Regions from separate parts of the Mus musculus genome. Here region 2 is linked to region 1. A link is a contact called in public Micro-C data. All regions are on one chromosome and are shown on one strand. The core of a region is the stretch at or near the end of the contact, and the rest is flanking DNA. Distances in the headings are between cores, read along the strand shown. Region 1 has its middle 53 kb from the start of Gm24981. Region 2 has its middle 43 kb from the start of Cdca2.

The links. A called contact is a pair of places that touch in the nucleus more often than the background predicts.
Region 2: a contact with region 1 is called in a Micro-C map of brown adipocytes, with 8 times the contacts expected there. The contact joins two enhancer-like sites. A contact is called at or near these places in 1 of 39 promoter capture datasets (the 3T3-L1 cell line), 1 of 15 datasets of contacts at CTCF or cohesin (pro-B cells), 35 of 484 Hi-C or Micro-C datasets (the 3T3-L1 cell line, 3T3-L1-derived adipocytes, the AML12 cell line and 21 more), 7 of 115 datasets of contacts at active chromatin or transcription factors (embryonic fibroblasts, embryonic stem cells, extraembryonic endoderm stem cells and 4 more) and 1 of 9 other capture datasets (embryonic tail).

What each region holds. Positions count from the first base shown.
Region 1 is chr14:67,616,110-67,623,345 of GRCm38.p6, forward strand. No RefSeq gene overlaps it. Among named protein-coding and RNA genes, the nearest start is that of Gm24981, 53 kb to the left of the region's middle. Within about 2 kb of position 5,547, at least 28 of the 459 cell types and tissues checked have an H3K27ac peak or open chromatin away from gene starts, as enhancers often do. A contact at or near this core is called in the C3H10T1/2 cell line, brown adipocytes and pancreatic cancer cells, where this site is marked.
Region 2 is chr14:67,668,895-67,675,473 of GRCm38.p6, forward strand. It overlaps a transcript of Cdca2 not described here. Among named protein-coding and RNA genes, the nearest start is that of Cdca2, 43 kb to the right of the region's middle. Within about 2 kb of position 4,102, at least 20 of the 459 cell types and tissues checked have an H3K27ac peak or open chromatin away from gene starts, as enhancers often do. A contact at or near this core is called in the C3H10T1/2 cell line, brown adipocytes and pancreatic cancer cells, where this site is marked.

The DNA.
Region 1 (7,236 bases), core at 4,297-6,796:
TCATCAGTGGCAGCTTTGAAAAACAAACAAACAAACAAACAAACAAACAAAAACATCTGGAAAAAGAGCAGGCCAAAGTTCTGCTTTTCTCAAACAGCACCTTCATTTCCCAGGAGATAAGGGTGATGCCTGATAGAGCAGAGCAGCAGAATGTGGTGGCGGTGGTGGTGGCACTGCCAGACATGGCCCCCACCCTATGTGCCTTTCCCTAGTCAGTTCTTCTGACTGACAAGTTGCCAGGCCAAGATTCCATGAGATGGGAGAGAAACTATGCTGAGGGAGACTCACCCTCCTCCCCCATTCTCCTCCTCCTCCTCCCCCATTCTCCTCCTCTTCCTCCTCCTCCTCCTCCTTCTTCTCTCTCTCTCTCTCTCTCTCTCTCTCTCTCTCTCACACACACACACACACATGCACACGCACACGCACACAAACGCATGCACACACATACACATGTGCCAGCAGTAGACCTCCAGAATTTGCTAGCTACAGAATTCAGGCTGAGACCCAGAGAACAGAACATGAGATCTCCCATCTCTTGTCTTGACCATCTTGGTAAGCCCGGGAACAAAAAGCCAGCCCCATCAAGGAGAGTCAGCTGGGTCTCCAGACATGTCATAAGCAACTAGACAGAAAGATTTACTACGCAGCATTCATTTACTGCTTAATTCAAAGCACGGCCACGTCTGTCCCCTGAGCACTGGGCTAATTGGGACTTTACCATAGACAAGGCCCTGTGCTGTTTCTGTCAACATCTTGGGAGAACTAGCAGGACATAGAGATAAAGGATACAGCCTTACATCCAGCATCCGGGGAGCAGGGGTGAAGGGGCTGGGGGTGGAAAATGCTTCCTTTTCCAATCTGAGAAGGGGTTGAGGGAGAAGCCTGTGACAACAAGAATGGTGAAGGAAGTCACTTTCTCCCATCTTCCTTTAATTTACTGCCCTCAGACTTGTAACCCGCACTCAGGAATGGAATGCTGAGGTCTGTCTCTGGTTTCCACTCTGCCCCTGCCTTGCTGTGTAACTTTCAATTAAATACTTGCTTGATGTCTTCTTCATATTCTCTGGTAGTTTCAGTACCCAGATGATGGTGGACTCCTTGGAAGACAAATGTACCCTACTGTCAGCTAGCTATTATTTTATTTCTACCTTCTAAAGGGAGAGCTTAAATTGTTCATGGGAAATAAGCTGGCTTTCTTTTTCTTTTGGTTAAACTCAGTAATGAAGCACGGGCCGTAAGTGTTTTCAAGCTCCTTGGATATAGAGGTTATATAAATACAAAGCAATATTATTGAAATGAAACTTCTTCAGGGCGTTTGCCAAGGGACCTGGTGTTAGGAATATTTTACATGAGAAGATTAAATGAGGAAGTGTCTAATGAAGTCTTGCTGCCGGCAGCTCCATCAGGGCCCGTTCTCGGTCCCGCTGGGGAGCACAGTGATTTAGAAGAACAACCACAGAGTGGCTAGCTTGAAGAAGAGTCTAAGAACCATTTTACAGCCTGCCAATGTGGTTCTGAGGCTTTAGACACTCCCCAAACTCATTGCACTAAAAATGATCGAAAATGGAGCCCAAGAATCGGTCAGGATGAGGGTACCTTAAATGTATTCCAGTTAGAAAAACAGAAAACAACAACAACAACAACAAAAAAAAAAAACCTGACCCCTTCAGATCGTCTACCAGGTAAATCCCTCTAGCTTTGAGAAGCTGGAGCCCATCGTTTAAGAAAACATTCTTGGGCTGGGACTTTAGAGCTCGGCCCATGAAGTGCTTGCCTAGCATGCACAGGGGCCTGGGGTTGACCTCCAGTGCTGCAGTCACCAGGCATGGTAATGCACGTCTGCAATCCCAGTACCCTGGAAGCAAAAGCAAAAGGTTCAGAAGTTCAAGGTCATCATCCTCAACTATATAGTAAGTTAGCAGCCGGCCTGGATATATGAGACCCTGTCTCAAGGTGGGAGGGGGGAGATAAGGGGGAAGAGAAGGAAGAGAGGAAGAGAGGAAAAGGGGGGAAGAGGAGGAGGAGGAGGAGAGGAAGGGGAAGAAGAGGAAGAGGAAGAAGAAGAAGAAGAAGAAGAAGAAGAAGAAGAAGAAATAATAATAATAATAATAATAATAATAATAATCCTTGTAGTATGTTGCCTAGTTGCCTAGTCTCCTGAAGATACCTTACATGCACAAACTACAGGGAGAGGAGAGTAGTGAGCTGCGACCAGGATCAAAGTCAAGGGCTTGCTGCAGTCCTGGAAAGGTAGAAAGGAGTTCCAATTCTCCTACTCCATCCCTCTACCCTGGAATCTTCTCACACACTGCCATGGATGCAAAGGACATTATGACATGTCTCTGATGCTGAGCTATGGTGTTGCTTTATAAAGGGAGGCAGAGGATAATGACAATGCTAAAAGGTAAAAATAAATATTTACTAAAGCAGCTTATGGATACCTGAGCCTGTAAATTATGCAGAAACGATCGTTGAACTGTGTGAAATAGACACTAGGCTTAGAGTCTCGAGGCCTTTCTTTTTTTTTATTGGATATTTTCTTTATTTACATTTCAAATGTTATCCCCTTTCCTGGTATCCCTCTTTCCCAGAAACACCCTAACACATCCTCCCTCCCCTTGCTTCTATGAGGGTGTTCCTCCACCCACCCACCCACTTCCACCTCCCTGCCCTTGATTCCCCTATACTGGGGCATCTATATGCAAGTGTGACTCTGGTTAAGTCACCTTGCACTTTCTGAAATATCTGCACTTGGAGAGTCAGAAATGTGAGCCGAGCCCTCCTGACAGGGTAGTAGTTGCCTGGGTCAGACAGGCATAGTGATGCTTGGGACTGTGCCATGTCCTATACCGGCGTACAGTGTTATCTTTTCTGGGTACCGAAGCAAAAGCTCAAATCGCTCATTAGACAAACGAGAAGCCGAAAATGGGCTCAGAAACAGCTCGTGTCCCCAACGCTGCCATCCGGGAACTGTTTTCAAACGCAATAAATGAGTGTGGAATGGCTTTAAATATACAAGCAGTTTCTTATTTAATCCAAAGATAGCCCTGAATTCTGTCTTCTCTCCTGAGAAGTTCCCTCTCTTGTCTTTTCAATATGCTCTTGGCCCCGAAGTATCTTCTTTTGTTTGGCTTGTTATATAAGGTTATGTAAATACGAACTGATACTACTTGATTCAATTCAAAAGACATCCCCAGAGAAGTCCACTCCTCAGTTCTGACTTCTTTGGACCTCCCAGTTGTATCTTCTGAAGTCTCCCACTGCAGTATTCAGGGTCTTTGTCTTTCTTCCTCCTGGTTCTGCCAGGACTGCTTCCTAGGCCAGACAGGCTCTGCGCTGGCCTGGACCCCTCTGTAGAGCCTCGGGCCACAGGCGTGAACAGTCATCAGCTGATCCTGGGTGAAGTGGTTTTGGAATCCTGTACAGCCCTGCTCCAACTCTCAGCTAGGCAGAGACGAGAGGAGGTGTTTGGGGATTTCTAAGTCCTCAAAGAGACTTCCCGGGCTACATATCCATCAGCCACAAGGATTTCCTCTCAAGGGTCAGCCCAAGGACCTCTGAACTTACCAATGGTTATCATCTAGCTCTGCCCGTGCCCTGCACTCAACTAGGGATTGAGGGTACTCAAGCAGGGAGCCAAGCAGATGGCCCTGGACCTGAGGTTCTGGGCTTCTAGCCAGGGTGGGTGACCTTCATCGTGACTTTCTGTCATCTTCCAGCCCCACCCTTCTTTCTCCTCTTCTTTCTGGTCTCCTTGTTCCCCCGAGTTCTCTTTCCCCTTCTCTCCCTCATGCCAGGCAAGTTTGCAACAGGCTGCTCTTTGCACAGTGAACTCAAAGGGCACTCTTGGCTCTTCTGGTAGCATTATGGCTACGACAGAAGTCCCGTTTCCTGGTCTCTCTTCTTTGCTCCATATCTCCTCACCAATCGTTTGAACTTTTAAACAGTGTCAACTGCTGAGTCCTGGAGAGCACCAGCTTTCCCAGGCTATGGTGTTGAGTGGATATGGCAGGTTTCTTCTCCCATTGTGTGGAAAGCCACGTGAGCACCGCTGTTCCTCCCTTCCACTGCCCAGCCCCATCAACATCATGCTCTCCTCTGGTTGCTCAGACCAGTCAGTGACTTGCTCCGAGTGGGAGACTCAGCATGAAATCTGACCAAAGCCAAGTCTTACTGTTGCCTTCAATTTCATACCCAGCTAGTGCAGCTACTGAGGGTGGGGGTGGGGTATTTTCAAAGCAATACATATCATTAAAAGAAAGAAGAGGAAATTTGGCTTTGTGGTTTTCTTGGGAAACACAATACAGTGCTGTCATCCTTTGGTATCCACAGAAACTGATCCCTGGACACCCAAACACCCAAATCTGTTGATGCTGAAATTCCTCTATAAAATGGTGTAGCATCTGTGCATCACCTCTGTGCAACCTTCATGTAGAGTAACGCATCTCCAGATTATTTCTAACACCTACCAACACAATGGAAATGTTATGCAAGTAGCTATGGTCCCATGCTCTTTAGGCAAAGATGACAAGGTAAAAAAAAAATCTGTATGTGTTGAGCATATATACAGATTTTTTTTAATAGTCCCAATCTTCTGCTGGCTGGATATGAGGATGTGGAACCTATGAATTCAATGCACCAGTCATATGTGTCAAGCTCATTGTCCTGATAAATAAATTAAAAAAATACAAGCATGTTGAATATGAAACATAGGCTAACTTTGCAAAAGGAGAACTGAGGCAAGAATCAGTTCTTCTTGGGCAAAATTCTTAGTATTGTTCCACTAGAAAGATTCATTCCCCTTCAGCAAGAGGGAAAGATATTCCAACTACAGAGACCAAGGCATAGATAGCTCTCTGTTGCCATCCAGTGGGGCAGAGCTGTAAGTTAGCAAGATTCTTGGCTGAGCCGATCCAGTGCATAGAATCCCAATTTGCATAAAATCATGCTATCTCCTCCAAAGAATGAGTAAAGCTTCCAGAATGCACCACCTCCAGCCCTCCCACCTCCCTCATTAGCTGCTTTTGTTTGTCTTTGAGATAAAGGGATCTTGGCTGGCCTCTCCTTGTTGACTGAAAAATTCAGTGCTCAAAAAGAACAGCTTTTGTGGTACTTGGGCCAAACCTACAGTTCCCTAATTGGTTTAAAAGATGGGAAAACAGGGTGTGGAGAGAATAAATGTGAACCAGAGAAACAGAGAGAGAGTACACAGTGCTGGCGGGTAAGTGCCAAGTGGTAAATAAGTCCTTTTTATAGACTCATTTGGCCTCGGCTCTGCAAAGGCTTCCGTAATTGAGGGAGGAAGCAGACTTAAGGGCAGTCTTGAGTGACAGTCAATTCTTTCTAAGATCTGTGGCTGATTTGTAAAGAGATAACAGGGGCTCTCCTGTGTCCTTGAAGTCTAAGGGTTAGTTAACAGGAGGAAGCATTTAGATCCAATTATCCTGGAATTTTCCTTAAGAACACACTGGGCTTTCATTCAATGGGCTCGTGTCTGGGTTTCTTGCTCTGATCAACCCAAACAAGGCCAGTGGTCAGGTTGGTCACCAGTGGTCAGATGTCAATGACACAGACCACATGGCACTGTGGTGAGTCTAGGACACACTACAGGCAGCTTCAGACTGTGAAGCCCTGATGGGCTGATTGTATGGGAGTCCACAGGCATCCAGGTCAAGTATCTCTAAAACTGAGGTTTGCCTGCCCCGGAAAGTTAAATGGACTATCAGATGTCTCAGATGTCAAAACTGAACATATCAGAATGCCAATAAGCTAACCTGTGCTGTCTGGACATCTTGCAAACTCTGTCCTCTGTACAGCCCCTCGGGTAACACAGCATGTGTGTGTTCCTTCTGCGTGAACTGGCTGCTCTCTGACTCAGAAGAAAAGCCACAGCAAAACCTGGGAAGAGAAGCCACCCTCCACAAGCAAACAGACGCCCCCTCTCTCAGCACAAGCCCGAGTCCATTTGCAACAATCAGGAAAGCTATGACAAGAGTGGAGATTGCATTACATCTGCAACCACAATCGTATATATTACACATCTTGGGTGCTTTCTTATTTCACTTATCACTTAGTGATAAAGATGACTAACAGATATTAAAGTTATTAGTTTGTAATTCATCTTCATTGTTTTTTAACTCAACTTTTTCTCTTTTGGGCTCTGCATCAGTGTATTTGAGGAGTATCCAGAGATTGCATGATGAGCTATTTATTTTAAATCATTACCATTTGCAAATGCTTATCTGTAGAAATCAGAATGTGCTCAGTTCTCTTCTGCTAGGGCAAAACATAAAACTGGGTGAGGTGGTGCACTCGTCTAATCCCGGGGCTTGGGAGGGGAGGATCAGGGGTTGGAAGTCATCCTCCACTCCAAAGCAGGTTCAAGGCCAGCCTAGGTTACACAGGTCCCTGTTTCAAAAACTGAAAGACGGTCCTACACTAATAAATCCAGAATAAATATCATATATTTATCATATATAATGATAGTGATGTCATATATAAGATATTGATATTGTATCATCTATATATGATATTATATATATGGTTACTATTATCATATCATGGTATTTATAGTATATATAATATATCACATACTATGTGATATATTACATATTGTATTATATATATCATATATATGATATATATGATATAATATACATGTATATATAATATTATAACCATAAATGTTTAACACTGGATTTTAAAAAACATAATAGTGGTCTTCTATTGACTAAAAAGGCAAATGAGCATAATTTTTGTAGGTTATCATGGACTAAAATATGTCTCTCCAAAGCTTGAGCTCTCAGTAACTCATAACCTAATTACATTGAGTGAGAAAAGGTGGGCTAAAATTGAAAAAAGGCTGGAGGAACCTGGTCCCACTTGAGTGGTATCCTTCTTAAAAAAACCATGAGGACACAGACATGATGGCCACATGAAGACCAGGAAGGGAAGGTGACCACCTACAAGCCAAATCCTAAGGCCGCCAAAGAAAACAGCCCCGCTGGCAGCAGCCTGGTATCAGACTCACAGCCTCCAGAACACACGAACACAAACATCATCAGTGGAAGACGCCCAGCGTGTGGTGTTTGGTTATTACATCCTGAGAAACTGAATCCAGAGTCCAGATCAGTTAGATCTGAAATTTCCCACCGTACCACATCCTGCCTTCCCAGCCTTAGCTTTCTGTTGTATTTTGATTTTAGTAGCTTATCAAGATATTAATTCACACAGCAC
Region 2 (6,579 bases), core at 2,852-5,351, 51 kb after region 1:
AAGGGTCAGGCAGGGGCATGTGACAGGGACACCACCCTCCTGTCCGAGTGCCCGTAGATGCCTAGGATAGTTTTTTTTTTCTTGGAGGAATAGAGGAGAACATTATCCACCAGGACACTTACCGAAGGGCCGCTGCATTGGGGCCACACGGGAGCTTGAAACGCTGAGACAGCTACTCACTCCTACTTGGCTCTAATATAAGCAGGGCTCCTTCTGGATCCTGTTGAGAGCCCACCCTCCAAAACATTCCATTAGAGTGTCAAATCATTCACCATCTAGTTAATGACAACAGATATACTTTTGGATCGTTTTTGAGACACTCAGGGCACTCAGCTGTAGCTATAGACTCAAAGGCCAATAATTAAATGTCCACAGTGTTCTAAGATCCCAACTTCCTTATGATCCTCCTACATGCTAGGTGCAGGCAGTAGCTGAAGGTAGTGAAGCCAGCCAGCTCCAATGGTTCCCAAGCTTTCTGGCCTGTTACTGCCTCAGTTGTCCCATCTCATTGTATACTTTGGGTAACACAGGACAGTTTCTTAGATGATGTCCTGTTATGTTTTAGTATAGTGTGGGCTGCAAAACAACATGAAAAGATTTTAAAGGGTTATTTATGAGGGGAAAGATGACAGTGGGATTGATTTAAATGGTTCTAATTTGACTAGAGGTCAATTGTTTTAAAATCCCCAAATAGTTTACTTAGATTAAAAAGGAACCCTACAGCTCTCAGAAGATTAAATAACAAGAGTTTGGATAAACAAACCAATTAGCCCCATGTCACTCAAGGATACTAAGAACTTTTTAAAGGGACGTTTTAAAGTTGGAATATAAATGTTTCACTCTGGGCATTTTGGGGGGTTCTTTCACCACCCTTTTGAATCTTGCAATCACATTTGTCTGAGCACAGAAAACCTAAACACCAAAGTTACAGATTTTGTCTCTCTGAAAGATACCAGTTGGGCTCCTCTGCAGGAATGCAGCTGGACTGGCAGTTCTCAGGGAGCTGCTGCTTTGCATGGAAGTGCATTGCTAGGCTGCAAGATGCAGGCAGAGACTCATCTGTAGTTAGCAGCTGATGATCAGAGGTTGCCTTCTTCCCCATTCACACAAACGTTGATAGTACTATGCAAAATACTTGGAATCCGAGTTTTCAGTTCCAAGGGAGCATCTGAAAGGTGGCTTGAAGTCCTTGCCCGACAGACTGCCTGGCATACAAATTTGTTTCCACTACGTCTTGGTTAAGACACAAACTGAGAACCTGTGGATGCTAAGTAACCATAAATCCCAAGTTATTACTGTGATTAATAATAAACGTACTTTGTCAGGGTCATGAAGCATAATGGCATATTACAAAATGAATTATCGACTATGTACAATACCTTTTCCCTGCGGAGGCAAAGGGGTACTTAATGGCAAGTGGGGGTGACTGGAGTCAGTACACAGGGCTGGAGGTTGCCTCATAAAGGAGCCATTGATGCTTCTTAGAGGGGATTCTTCGGTGGGGGGGAGGCGGGCATAGAAAGCTACGTCAAGGGACCTCTAGTGCATATTTGCTAGGTTTGATGGCCTTAGAATTCTCAGATTCTTAGTGGTCTCTAAATGTTTAAATACTTAAATTCAAGCATTTATCACTCTTTTGGGACCTCTCTGGAATTATTTACATTGGGAGTTAGTATTATCAGGCAGTTCATTCTTAAAAATATTAGCAAAAGTTGTCTAGTTAAAAGTACCACTACAAATGCAATTTTTTAAGACAAATCTCTAACATTTTAAGAAAAAAAAAAAGAGTTACCTGTAAGCTGTAAATATGTGCATTAAGTTTCCTCCATGGTATTTGCTTTGGCTGTGACCTCTCCTAATATTTAGTTGAACAAGGGCTAAAAATTGTCAAACCAAATTCTTGTCCTGGGAGCTGAACTCTGTTGCCAGTTTGAGAGAAACACTCGTCCAGGTTTAGGGAATCTGTTGTGTTTGTTTTGGCTATGACACAGGGCAGAACGGTTTCCATCCCATTCGAATGCATTCAAGAGAGTTTGAAATATTGCACAATAAAAGCCATTCATTATATCTGTCTCCTTTCCCTTCCAAAAACAAAAATGGCTGCCCAGTTCCAAATCGACACAGGGGGCAGGAAGAAGGAGGCAGAGGGTCACTGGAAACCACCCAAGACTAACACCAGGTTTTTCAGGTTTGAGTTGGGGAATATTCTTAAAATCTTCATTCTCAGTTTTTAAGTTTAAAACAAGAAAAGACAATACTGGCACGAACAACGAAAAATAGGCATGCTGTATCTGTTCAAATGTCAGGTAGAAAATCATACAACTTACCTTCTGAAAAGAAAACCACTCTCTCAGTTCCTGCTAGGAAATTTCAACTGCCTGATGTCAATTTCATACTGAAAAAATTATTTCAATACTTGAAGCAGACATTTGAAAGAACAGTTTTGTAAACACCCAAGGCGCCTTCAGTGAAGGAAATGACATTTAATTCTGTTTACCACCACACACTCAAGGTATCAGAAAACTGGAGATGCAGTGTGGTTGGAGATGATAGTGCCTCTCTCAAAGCAGAAATATCATAAAGCAGGAAAATTTAAAGGTGACTAAGGCCAAAAAAAAATGAGAAAATAACAAACAAGTCTAAGAGCTTCCTTGAGATCCCAGAGAGCAAAATCTCAGCTTTTGGAAATCAGATTTTTTCCTTTATCTAAACCTAAAATACCAGCTGCCTGTGGCTCTGCAGAGCATCCTTTCTTCACAATGCAAACAACTCACTCAATTTAAACATTCTGGACAAATGAGAAAGTAAAGAGACCTAAAAGAAGGTATTTTCAACTGGGCAGTGGGAATCTTAATGACAAAGTTCCAACCAGCCCTTATATAACACAAACTGTTTTTTCCTTAGGACTCTTATGTTCATTTTTTTCTTTTCATATATAGCATAATGCTTAAACATACCAAAACAGACACTTTCAGAAAAGACTTAAATCCCAATCCCTTACTTCTGTAATAAATTCTTAGGATGATAATCTTTAGGGTCTGACCTCAGTTGAAGACATAAGAAAAAAATGTCTATTTAGTGACAATAATTACTCATCTCCTCGCTTGAACAATTAGGTTATTGCTGAATCACTAAAAAAGAAAAGGATTAAAGAATGCCCAAAAGTGACATACTGGACATATTTGAAATTGTTAGGTCATGGCACTCTATGCTCAGTTTTATGTAAGGTCTTGCAATTTTCCAGTGAATTTAAGAGAGAATTCTGCTCTGTGTGTGTGTGTGTGTTTGTTTGAGTTTAATAACAACTTCACTTGATCTAAGACTTAAGTAGGATTTGCTGAGACCAAGATGTGACAGCAGATTTTAAAAGGTGTAAGAAGAGAAGTGTCTTTATATTTTTATTGTTTAATTCTGTACTAGTCTTCCACATTTATGCCTCACTAAGATGTACTCACTGGTTAAAACCTAACAGGGGTGGGGGGAATGCACAAGAAAAGCCTACAGGAGAAGAAATGAGAGGGTGTTTGTAAAGCATGTGCCTCTTAGGGACGGTCCCTCCGATCCTCCGAAGAAGCAGAGCAGCCTGACCTACAGAAGCTGGTCCCACCTGGAGGGCAGAAGGGAGCTGGGGAGGCCTTTATAAGCCTGCCCTACACCATTACTTTGTCTCTTGGAGAAAACAGAGCAGAGTCTTCAGAAACAATGCCCACACACAGTAGTTGCTGAATAAATGCTGGAACGCTGGAATGACTCGGTGCAGGGAAATTGGCCAGTTTAGTAAGAAACAGTTTTCAAATCTTAAGGTTACTTTTTAAGCATGGAATGACAGGTTTCATAGTAAACTAAACTCTAATACTTTATGAAAATAAATGAAACAAATTTATCTTTTGTTAAAAAAAAAGGCAAACCTATTTTTGAACTTTAATTTAAGACAATGTCTAAATAAAGCTAATTATCGTAAACGATGATCAGGGCCCTAAGGTCCTGATGCAAATGAACTCCAGTAAACTTTCACTGGGCTCAAACTTCCAGGGAAGCTGGCCTCCCACCCTTTCTCTGGATGCTTGTACTCCTGACTCATGGTCTCCAAAAGGGAGTGTACTCTGGGTATGATGAAGCACCCCCCCCCCCCAGACTGGTTAACCCTTTGCTTCAGCTAGCTTTTAGTCTATCCCCATAAGTAAACAGTGATAAAACTCACAGCCCAAGGAGAAGAGCCTTCAGGATGCTGTGACACTGGTAAACATCCTGACCAACAGAATAAGGCCCAGACACAGGAGCATGATTTCAGCAAAGGTATTGACACAATTTAATGAACAGATGAGCTTTTAAACAAATGGTGCCTGCTGATTTCCACTTAAACAAAAGGCCACTCCAGCATCTATGGCACACAGAAATGAACTCCAAGTAGATAGAAAACCGAATCAAGAAATATAACCATGAAACTTCTAGAAAAATCTTTGTGCTCTTGATCTGGGGAAATGTCTTTTTTTTATCTTTTTGTCTTTTGAGACAGACAGGAAAAGATTAGAACTCACTAAATATCCTAGGCTACCTTTGAACTCACAATAATTGCTGCCTCTCCAGTGCTGAGATTACTGACATGAAACACCATGCCTGGCTATCCTTAGGACACAAAAGACATGAATCATTAAAGAAAAGAAGAAAAGAAAAATAAATAAATTCAAACTTCAACAAAATGAAAACCTTTTCTTAAAGTGATAATACCAAGAAAACAGACAAAAAAATAAGCCATGGAATGGGGAAAATATTAGTAAGAAAAAACTTAGTAAAGGAGTTGTATGCAAAAATGCAAAAAGTATGCAACAAACTTTCAACTCAGTACTAATAACAAACATCCTGGGTAAGACACCCCAACAGACAAGGGCACAAGGACAGCAAACAGAGGGAAATGTTCGTTACCAGCCACTGAGAGACACAAATCAAGATTCTAGCTCTAAGTAAGTCTCCATGATGAACGGGAATGTGTATTTGTAAAAAGAAACATTTGAACAGTATATAACTTTATCCTTAACAAAGCCCCAAATCTTATAACCTAAATATGCAGAGTGAAGTGACATCCAGCAATAAGCAGGAACCATTTACAACATGGAACACAGATAAATCTCAAAAGCATTATGCTGTTTAAAACATAGGCACAAACGATTGACCAATCAATCAATCATCTGAGATTCCTTTTCTGTGACATTCTAAAAAAAGCAAAAAGTACAACTGAATTCAAATCATTAGCTGTAAGAGCTAGGGGTGAGGGTTGGGTTGTCAGACATGATATTACTCTGACGTCAAGGTGGTGTGTAACCATATACATTTTCCAAAGTTCAAACAGTATGTTCTTTTCAAAAGGTCAGCATTTGTAAGCTGGTTTACTTGAGATGCTAGCTCTATGTCAGAGGAACTTTCCAGAATCTACAGAAGAGAATCTAGCTATCACTTCAGCTCTGTCATCAACTCCTAGAACCAAAAAGAAGGAAACAACTCACATCCTCATTTGTCCAAAGGCAATAATTCCACATAAGGCTGAGAGACTGAGGGCAACAGGGCTGTCCTCAGTAACACTGACAGTCATGAGACTCTGTGGAGTAGAGGCTGCAAATTAACATCTATCTATCTATCTATCTATCTATCTATCTAATGTATCCATACATACGTAATACATGTGTGTGTGTGTATGCATGCATGTATAGACAACACTGGCAAACCACACTTGATGGGCACAAGATGTCTGGAAGAGGCATGACAGCTGAGTTTCTGTACACAGAAAGTTGTTTATACTTCATTTAAATTATTTGTCCTCTGATTTCCCCACACATACTCATCAATTTCTGATAAAAACTGAGGGAAAATATAAGAGAAGTTCAAGCCACAGTAGGTACAAGCAGCCCTGGCCTTCATGTTTGCCCAGGGAAGGAAAATTGCAGGAACCACACTGCCATCTTCTGGAAGAAATGAGAATATCTGCAAGGACAGAATCAAGGAAGACCAGAGACAGTCTAAGGTAAGCATCCAGGGTTAGCTACTTCTAGAAAAAAAAAGATTTAAAGCAAAGAAATAGCATTTTCGGTTTACCATTAATGAAAAGACATGAGGGAGGGGATGGATGTAGCAACTGTGATCAGACACAGAAGTTAACTTTACACTAAGCATCTGATACGGGCGAGATATGGTAGATTAGGCCCCTTAATATTCTTTAAGAAACTAAGGCAGTGGTTCTCAACCTGTGGGTCACAACCCCTTTGGGGATGAACAACCCTTTCACAGGGGTCACCTAAGACCATTGGAAAACAAAATTTATGATTCACAACAGTAGCAAAATTAGCTATGAAGTAACAAGACATTAAGAATTGTATGGTTATGGGGGCGGGTGACCACAACATGAGGAACTGTATTAAAGGGTTGCAGCACTAGGAAGGTTGAGAACCACTGGTTTAAGGGACGTCTATAAATATCAGCCAAGCCATTCATTAATAATGAAACATTTTAGAATGAACATAATTTGTCGAGTGGACTTACAGTTTTACTGTAGGTACCAAGTTGACATTAGACAAACTGAACCACAAT